Regions from separate parts of the Mus musculus genome. Here region 1 is linked to region 2. A link is a contact called in public promoter capture Hi-C data. All regions are on one chromosome and are shown on one strand. Each heading gives the region's core, a stretch centred on a gene start, on an enhancer-like site or on the middle of the called end of the contact. The rest is flanking DNA. Distances are from core to core; before and after follow the strand shown.

Evidence for each region. Capture Hi-C pulls out chosen DNA fragments and counts their contacts.
Region 1: a promoter capture Hi-C map of pancreatic islet shows a contact between it and region 2. The contact joins two enhancer-like sites. A contact is called at or near these places in 1 of 484 Hi-C or Micro-C datasets (the N1E-115 cell line), 5 of 115 datasets of contacts at active chromatin or transcription factors (embryonic stem cells, epiblast stem cells, pancreatic cancer cells and 1 more) and 3 of 9 other capture datasets (adipose tissue, liver and pancreatic islet).

Annotation. Positions count from the first base shown.
Region 1 is chr3:41,588,616-41,593,288 of GRCm38.p6, reverse strand. It overlaps Jade1 (jade family PHD finger 1), which reads right to left. Exons shown (of 11, transcript NM_001130184.1): 3 at 4,267-4,355; 4 at 1,449-1,606. Among named protein-coding and RNA genes, the nearest start is that of Jade1, 35 kb to the right of the region's middle. Within about 2 kb of position 2,133, at least 47 of the 459 cell types and tissues checked have an H3K27ac peak or open chromatin away from gene starts, as enhancers often do. A contact at or near this core is called in pancreatic islet, where this site is marked.
Region 2 is chr3:41,381,056-41,386,363 of GRCm38.p6, reverse strand. No RefSeq gene overlaps it. Among named protein-coding and RNA genes, the nearest start is that of 1700052H01Rik, 28 kb to the right of the region's middle. Within about 2 kb of position 1,738, at least 6 of the 459 cell types and tissues checked have an H3K27ac peak or open chromatin away from gene starts, as enhancers often do. A contact at or near this core is called in pancreatic islet, where this site is marked.

The sequences.
Region 1 (4,673 bases), core at 884-3,383, 210 kb before region 2:
AAATCCCTTTCCATTATTGGTGCTTGCTCATTGCCCCCCGGAAGTTGTCAGAACAGGGACGAACTTGCTAAGCACTGAGTTCTCAGGAACAGAGACGGCAGGGACAGCCACAAGCTGGATGTGCACAGCACACGCTGAGGACCACAAGGGACACCTCTGAATTCTCACCTTCCAAAAAGACTGAGGGAGAACTTTGGGCTGTTGCCATTCCTTTATTCTAAGCGCCAGAGCCCATGGTCCATGAACATATGGCCCCAGACAATTCCTCTACCACCACCCCCTTACAAGCTGTGAGCACGGGAGAATTCCACCTCACCCTAGCCAGACTAGGGACAGCACAAAAGGAGCAAATCAGCTCGGGCCAGGAGCCCAGCAGAGGCTCTGTGGTCACAGTCCTGCCACGTCTGGTTTTGACCACATACATTCACACCAACAGGATGCCCAGAGTTTATACGTTATTCACCCTGGAACTGACAGGAAGAACTTATCTGTGTGACAGAGATGGGCAGACAAACTGGATGTATTTCTCCTGCTTGAGCAAGAACAGGTATCAAGTGAAACGCTCCAGTCTATCTATTATGAAGTCATTTCATCCTGCCTTGGCACGGCTTCCTAGACTGACAGCCTGCCGGTGCTGGCCAAAAGGGACCATCCCCATCCTGTGCGCCCTGAGACCCGCTTCACAGGCCATGACCCTCATCTGAAGAAGCAGGTGACTCCTGGTGGTCACCTATGCCTGTCTAGCCATAGTATACTATCATATAATTTGAACAGAGATCCCAAAATGATGGTAATCAAACCAATCAAGTGTCTAAGGAGTTAAGGGCCAAGAAGTGAATTTAGTCCATACTCATCCATGGTAAGAGAGGCTATTTCACACAGCAAGGAGCCAGCCAGATGCTGGCAGAGCTATCGGGCACTCCATCCTCATATGCAAAAGTGGGGAAAAAAGGTACCAACTCGACACAGCCTGTCCCAAAGGAAGATCGAGGACATGTTGGGAGAGGTGAGCGACACGGCAGGAGATCAAGAGGAAACACCAGCGTCTGCAAAGAGCCTGTCCACAGCTCAAATTCCTCATCGGACACTGTCAGCTCCTAAAATACAATCAGCCACTGCCCGAAGCACCAAGGCCACCACGGCTCCCACTAAGCCACTCAGTGAAGTGACATAGAATGCAGAGAGAAACAGACAGTAACATCAGACTTCGCCTAGTCGGTCATTCCCAAAAACATCTTGGACCTTCTCTTCTCCAGTAAGAGGGCTCACCCCCTGCGATAATGTGCTAAATTCAGAGGCCACTGCCCTCTGACTCACCGCCCTCAGCGCCTGAACAGTTTCTACATTTCTGCCTCTTGTGAGGCCTCATGTTACTACAGCGCTAACTCTCAGCTTCTATGCCTGCAGGGAGGAGAGCAGAGAAGCACGCGTCTATCCAGGGTGCCTACCTGGCCACAGGCTGTGGGATGGTCCCTGGGCTCACAGGCACCTGGACCCCTTTCTCCCACTCCTGTCTCCAGGGATCAGCCAGCACGTAGTAGTCATCCGGGTTCAGCTGGTAGGAGTCATGCAACTTCATGGCAGTGATCAGGTCGGTCCTAAACACCTGGGGAGACGAGAAAGGGACAGTGGCACAGGCATTCATTTCAGAGCACTGGCAGCTGCAAGGGCACCATGGAGCTGCCCATAACAAGGTCACGGTATCAACAGAGTAAGAGTGCCCTGTTACAGAAACCCTTCACTCCACCCGACACTCCTTCCCCTCGCCCAGGACTGAAGTGGGCTCCAGCTCCTTCAGCCGACACAAGCAGAGGGTGCAGTGATTGTATCGACTCAACATAACTGTTGCACAAAACACAACCGCTCCCCTCTCCAAGACCTCTCAATTCACCAAGGGCTGCTGAACACAGGCTCTTGGAAATCCTTCAGGGAATGACAAGCCACTACGGAGAGCTCTCTTTCGAGCCCATGTTTTAAAACAAAACTTCATTAGCCAATTAACCTCAAGGCAGAATCTAGAACCACCCGGTAGAGGTCACTATCTTCTAAACTAACTGCTAAAGAAGCGGCCAATCTCCTGAAGTGCTAGCACATGGGGCAGGCGGGTGGTGAGAGCAAGGTCCACTTTGGCTGACAGCAGGCAGAAATGCAGGCCTGCAAACATCTAGGAGTGGAACACTAGAGCCCTGTTGTCCCACGTCACAGGATGCCGTCAGCCCTGGAAGCAAGTTTCTGTGGAAAGACAGAACCAACCCTGTTTTCACTGCCATCAAGACTCAGCTTGTGCCCACCTTCTAAGAAAGCACCCTAACTCATCACAGACAGCAAAGATAAGCAAACTGTGGGGAGGCAGCACCCCTGACTCATGGGCCCTTGCCATCCGAATCGACGAGGCTGACTGACCGTACAGCACCCTGTCTGGCAGCCAGGGCCACACAGCTGCTTCCCTCTCCGGCCTTGTCCTCAGCCCACTGCCATGTGAGGATGTGTGTACCAGGAAGCCCTGCCATGTATCACGAGCAGCATGCGCCTGGATCCAGATGCTCTGCTCAGTGTACAGAGCCACAGAGATGCAATGCACTCCCTCACTCGGGACAGGAAGCGCTTTCTTGTGCTGCTAAGCACGGGTCACAGTATACACCTGTTGGCTTTTCAGACTGGTGTTCTCTTTAATAAACTTCATCTTATGAAAGTACGGGGTAGGGTCTGAATTAAAAGGCCGCTTCTCTCGCTGTCATTGTCAATACTGGTCTTGTGCCAGGATGCCACTCTTAACATCTACAGTCCCATTAAGCAACAGACTGACTGTGTCCCTTCTGCAAAGATCTCACCATGAGACAAAAGCCCCTGATCATAAGCCTACAGCAACCCAACCCCAAGGAAAAGGGCTTTGAGGTCAAAGTTGTGAGTCCACACCAAGCAAATCAGGTAAAAGAGAGCCCAGCTAAGCTGTACAAGAAAACACGCAAATTTGCCAAAGAAAGGAAGGCAGACTGAGGAAGGAGATGAGAAAAGGCAGCTCCATTCCTACAGACCTGGGAGAGGCTCTGGCCCAAAGCTCAGTGCCAAGTAGACACCAAGGGCAGGGGTGACGGCTACCCGAGTGCTTTACGTACAAAGCACTTTGCACTCAGAAGATTTGACACAGACCAGGCAAGGACAGGGTGTGGTGCCTGCTGCTCAGAGGGCTCCAATCCCACTCCCAGGCTGAAGTAACAGCAGTATAGTATGGACACCAGAAAGGTGTAGTAGCAGTTAAGAGCTGACTCAGGACTTAACAGCAGAGTAAAATACAGGTGCAGAGACGTTCCGATGTCACAAAAAAATAAAGTGCGCACTGTAGGTCAAAACAGACACCAGGCCAGCAGCACTGGCCACAGCAGCCGTCCGTGAGTGTTTGCTGGAACAGGTCTCTTAAGTGCTTTCTGGCAGGGGATGTTACTCCATCTCCAGGAAACTCCTCCGCTCCTAGACAAGGCACTCTCCAGCTATATGGGGGCAGCATGGGAAGGGACTCTGAGAAACACCTGTCGCTGTGTGACCACCACACCACAAGCCAACTGAGCTCATCCCACAAACAGTGCAATGCCAGAACAACTTTCCCACAGCTTTCCCTGAGAACCCGACAGGCTGAGACACCTGGGTCTCAATGCCCGGCGCCTCGGAATGGCCGCAGAGAAAGCAGGTCTCAGGACAACGGGGCCCCTAAGCAACCGAGGCTGGCGGGAGACAGATGCCTCTAAAAATGATTTTAGCAGGGAAATGAACAACGAAACGTAGGGCATCAGGGAAACATAAAATGTGAAAACAAATTGGGAAAGACGGGGAAAGCCTTAAGCATAACGAAACTCCCAGAGTCACATTGGCTTGTTGCCAAATAAGCCACAGATCCATGGCTAAAACTAACTTGAGGCTGGCAGTGACTTGGCAGCAGCTGAACCCGCTCATGTCCTGGCCAGAGGAAAACTTGTTGGGAGCCAGCGAAGACGGAACAGGAAAGGAAAAAAAGAATACAATTAATAATAATAGCTAACATTCACTGCGCATGATATACGTGTAACATGCTTTGCGTGTTCGAGCCTATATGTATTAATTAGCTCACTTCTTCCTGCAACAAGGCACACATCTGCTTCTCACCATCTTGCCGGGGTATAAAGTGGGGCACTTGCCCAGACCTGCACAGCATGGGGCAGGCATGTGGGCGGCAGGTTCGCATGCACTTACTTACAGCACACATGATCAAGGCAAGCAAGCATTCAGAAGTACCTCAGAAGGCTTTCGATCTTCAGGTCTAGAGCAGGTACTACTCCTCCCATGCTGGGATCGAGAATGCTGGGACCATGTCGTTGACAAGCCTGAGGAAACAAACATCCAAACAGGAACCATTAAAAAAAAATACAGGCTCAGTATTTGAGCGGCGATATGGCGCTAGTTGCACAAACCTGAGGACCAGAGTTCAGGTCCCCAGCATCCAAGTAAAGAGTTGGCATGGTGATGATAGGACTCTGAACGTCAGAGGTTTAGTGAAAGGCCTTGTCTCAGAAAGTCAGGCGGAAGAGACAAAGGAGAAGGCAGTCTATCCGACCTTTGGTCTCCACACCTATCTACACATCCTCACAGAGCACAAAACAAACAAGCAAAAAAGCACAGGTCACTGAGCTGTCAAGAGGTCT
Region 2 (5,308 bases), core at 489-2,988:
AAAGGTGTGGTCACAGGAATGTAAAGCAGCTGGTCACATTTCTTCTTCAGTGAGTGAAGCAGAGAGGGATGAAGGGCAGAGCCCGGCCCACTGTCTCCCTGCACCCTACCCAACCTGGAAAGTCCTTGGCAGACAGGAAGCCAGAGTTTTATCTCTTAGGGGATTCTAGACACGGCCAAGTTGACAATCAGTGTTACCTATCACATCTCATTATCTGCGTCCTGTCAGGTTACTACTGGCCAAAGTGCAGCTGTCAAAACATCATCCTCAGCAACAGAAGAATGAGGCAGATCATTTACCCGAATGTGCGCAGGCTGCTACTTATCCTCTGTAACTTTAAGAGCACTGGGGCAATGTACTTGAAAGTAAAACACGTTATTTCAACACCTGATCCACTCACTTTAACATATGGCTTACATCTTGAATGTGTTTTTAAAGGATTATATAGTCTCAATTTGATAGGATTATAATTTACCCTATTTAAGGGTTACACAATTGAATGTAGGCATGTAATTTTTGTGGAAACAGATGCAGTGTGATCTATAATATCCTAAAACATTCCCGCTGTCTCCCCTACTGATAGTCCCCCTGGGAAAAATAGGAAATATTTAAATGCAAGAAGGTCGTTCCACCTCTAACAACTCATTTTTTTTCCAGCAATAGGTTTGAGAATTTCTTTCTAATGTCCATAATTTTTGAGGATTCTGCACTTTATGCTAATTATACTTTGAGTACTCAGTTTAGTGAGAAACATAATGGTAAAAGCTACAAACCCTGAAATCCTCTGAAATAGTCTATTAGTCACCATAGTACCTACATGTACATAAAAGACCAGTACAAATATATGCACCACATTATTTATTCATATTATCAACAGTGTTTGCAGTAGGAATACACTCATACAGTTGTCTGATAACCTCCACCGTGATCCACTGTTTGTTTCCGTTGTGTGTCTATTTGGTAATTCGACTTCTCAGACATGCATCCAATATTTGGAGTAGGAAATGGAATAACTAAACAGGGATAGTCTTAGCCAAAATATAAATAATCACAATAACACAAATATACACTTCACAAGGGGCTGCCGGGGGCTGGAGACGTTCTAAGCGCTCCTGTGGATGTCCCCGCAGAGCCATCAAGCTGCCTTTGGACTACAGCAGAAACAGCTGGATGACTAGGTGCAGTCTGTCACGAGACAATGTCCCTGAGAGGCCTGGCGTGGACTCGCTCACTCTCCCCCTTGACAACAGCCACTAGATCCTCAACGTCCAGCAAGATCATTTGGTATGGCCCTACTTTTATTAGGTGTGATAAATGCAAAAATCCAGTCAGTGTCTACTTTACTGAAGATCAGGCTAGCATGCCAATCCCAAGATGCTTTTCCCTTACTCAAGTCTCACTGTAGCCGCAGGACATTCATGACATACTTTCACAACGGCTCCATCAGCTTGGCTTTGGCAATGAAAAAAAAAAGCCAAAAAAACCCAAACTTCAGTTTTAGAGCGGTCTCCACCTCACCTAGTTCCAACGAGTATAAGCAAAGTATTTATGAGGCCACAACCCTGAGAAGCTCTCTAAGAGCTAATCTACCTTGTGACGTGTTTTCCTTTGCGGGGTTCATGTCAGAACGCTGCTATTGTGTTGCTTCGTGTGGGGTTGATTTACTCGCATCTGTAAGCCTTCATAGCTGCTTGAGCTTTAGAGGCATCTTTAATGAGTCAGAGGAAACATCTGCTGAACCAAGACCAGGTTGTTTAGCTCGTGCTGACGCGGAACTTCTGAGTCATTAGCTCACCTCCTTATTGATCTCATAAACTTGCGACCTCCTGGTCATGATGTCAAGCTCTCTCCTGCTCCCGGACCTCTATAAACAATTCTACTCTTACCTGTATCCCTAAAGGAAGGCTCTTTTGTCTTGAAGGCTTCTCCTTTGCTGGTGAGCTTCTTCACCTAATCATTTTCCAAGATACATAGTGGCTATTTGATAGTAGCCACCTGCCCAGATGGTCAAGTGCATTCCCACTCTGCTTCCTATATAATTGGGTTGTACACCATGTCTCAAGGAAAGCTCTGAGCTACCCTTTTATTGCTCATATTGATCCATAATCAGATTTTCCTGCTAATATAACAATTAATACTAATCTGTCACACATTGCAACACAGACTCTTGCCAAGACTATCTTGGTGTAACAGACACTCAGTAAATTTTATTGAAAGACTGAACGAATTAACATATGGTCTTGAATTGGAAAGCCAAAGGCTCAGCTCTCTTTCTTGCCACCACAATATTGGAAGGCGTGATGGTGAACATCAGTTGTCAACTTTATGGGATCTAGAATTACCTAGGAGACAAATGTCTGGGCAAGTCAGAGAAGAAATTTCTTGATTGGATTAACTGGCCTAATTAGGTTAATTAACCTAAATGTGGGTGGTGCCATCCTGTGGGCTGGGGTTCTGGGTAGAATAAAAAGGAGAGAGTAGGCTGAACATCAGCTTTCGTTGCCCTCTGCTTCCTGGCTGCCGATGCAGTGCGGCCCGCTGCCTCATGCTCCTGACACTGCACACACAAACCGTAAGCCAAAATAAACATTCCCTAAGTTACCTTTGTCACAGTGAGGAGAAAAGTAATGCAGACGGCAATGGGTGACTTCCACACAGTTCTGTCACTACTTGCCCCAGCATCCCAGTGAGAAGCCAGCGTGTACCAAGAGGTGTGTTTTTGCACACACTGATCAGTTCCTTTCCTGTTCCTGTTATAAAATCCACTCCCCAGAGCAGCTTACAGAAGAAAGAGTTATTTTGACTGACAGTTCCAGAGGGATAGAGACTCCATCATGGCAGGGGGGCACAGTCTCAAGTGCCAAGTTCCATAACAGCCCCAACTGAGGACTGAGGAGTCAAATGTGTGAAGAGCCTCTGGGCACGCTCCTCATTCAAACCTCCTCACCCTGGGTTGTGAAAGATGTCGCTAATCTCTTTGTCTGAAATAGACTTAGGATACAAAGGAAAATCAAAGCCAGTCTCTGATGCTATTCATGTTGTAATCTTTGCTTCCAAGTCAGACCACTTCACGACTTTTCTCTTCTCTACACTTTTACCTTAGACTCATGTCTAAGCTGAGTAAGGAATTTTTTTCATATATTTTCTCTGTTTCTCTCTCTCTCTCTCTCTCTGTCTCTGTCTCTGTCTCTCTCTGTATCTCTTTCTTACACACATACTCACATACAGAGACACTCAGTAAATTTTATTTATCTGACCCCCCACAGACACACTCATACACACACACACAGACACACAGACATACACTCATACACAGACACACAGACACACAGAAACACACCACAAACAGACAAAGTACACACACATATACACTCACATCCATATACACAGGCACACATACAGAAATAAATAGATGCTTCCCAACTTTTAACGGAGTTATGCTCCAAGAGAACATCATAAGTCCATAATATTATCAGTCAAAATTAAAGTACAGTGACTAATAACATCATTTAGCCATACGACATAGAGTATGCACTCATGGTCACATGGCAGACTTGGGACCTGTTAGCTCACTCCCTTTGCCCAGCATTATGGGATAGTACTGTTTGTTCTATGAACTACTACCTCAAAAAAGATCAGATAAGAAATATGGGGTTTCTGCACACATATTATTTTTGCCTAATCATGAAATTAAGAAATCATAAGCTCAACTGTAGTAGGCTGTGTGTGTACTCTCTAAGTTGTTTGTGTACTCTCTAAGTTGTGTGTGTACTCCCTAAGTTGTTTTTGTACTCCCTAAGTTGTTTGTGTACTCTCTAAGTTGTGTGTGTACTCCCTAAGTTGTTTTTGTACTCCCTAAGTTGTTTGTGTACTCTCTAAGTTGTGTGTGTACTCCCTAAGTTGTTTTTGTACTCCCTAAGTTGTTTGTGTACTCTCTAAGTTGTGTGTGTACTCCCTAAGTTGTTTGTGTACTCTCTAAGTTGTGTGTGTACTCCCTAAGTTGTGTGTGTACTCCCTAAGTTGTTTTTGTACTCCCTAAGTTGTTTGTGTACTCTCTTTGTCTGTGTTTCTCATTTTCTCTCTATACTTATCCATCTCTAACAAGAAACATATGGGACTTAGAAAATAATTCTGTCAAACTCTATAAATCCCAATCTAAAATTATTTTATAGTTTTGGATTTTTAAATTGTTTTAAATTATTTATTATTATTCTGTATATTTGCACATACAATATGTGTACATGTGTATCAGTTGCCTGATATACTGTCTTGTTGGATCCTGAGGAATTATTAATGCACACTCTAGAACTATGATTGAAGAGACAAAGAGGGACTAGAGTAACTGGGGGTGGGAGAGATTATGGGGAAAGAATCACAGACATGCTTTGTTTGAGAGTACCACAATGATATCAGTCTTAGGGTTTTATTGCTGTGAAAAGACACCATGACCAAGGCAACTCTTGGCCAAACATCTAATTTGGGCTGGCTTACAGCAGTTTCAGAGGTTCAGTCATCATGGTGGAACCATGGCATCATCCAGGCAGACTTGGTGCTGGAGGAACTGAGAGTTCTGTATCTTCATCCTAAGGCAGCCAGGAGAAGATTGTCCTCCGCAGGCATTCAGGAGGAGGGTTTCTCCTGCCCTGGGTGGGGCTTAAGCAGAGGACCTCAAAGCCCATGCCCACAGTGACACACTTTCACCCACGATGTCACAACTAATAGTGCCACTTCCCATGGGTTATGTTCCAGCATACACAAACACCACAGTATCTAATACCTTGTATGATGATTTTAAAAAATACAAAAATTAAAAATAATAAAAATATACCCACTGTACTGCAATGGGTGTTGGCATTAAAGAGTTTAAAGTATCCATGCTTTACAATGTAGGGAAATTCCTGACTGCATGAAAATGGAGAAGGAACTTATATACATGCTTGAGCTGGCCTTTTTGGGTAGTTGGACAACATTCTTGTTGTTTTGTTTATTGGTTCATTCATTTGTTGGCTTTTCTGAATCAGACTCTCACGTAGTCTGAGCTCTCTTTGGTAAGGATTGAGCTGAGGATGACCTTGAGTACCTGAGTAGGCCTCATGCCTTTGTATCCCGAGCACTAGCCCAGAGCTTGTGGATGCCCGGTGGGTAAGCGCAATTCCAATTGAACTACCACCACCCTAGTCATCACACATGACTTTTGCAATGGTGAGAACTGAATCCAGGGCCTTGCACATGCTAAGCAAACACTCTACCAGTTGATACAAAAGAATACCACTAAGCTATATTCTGCATACAGTAAGCCTAAAATATC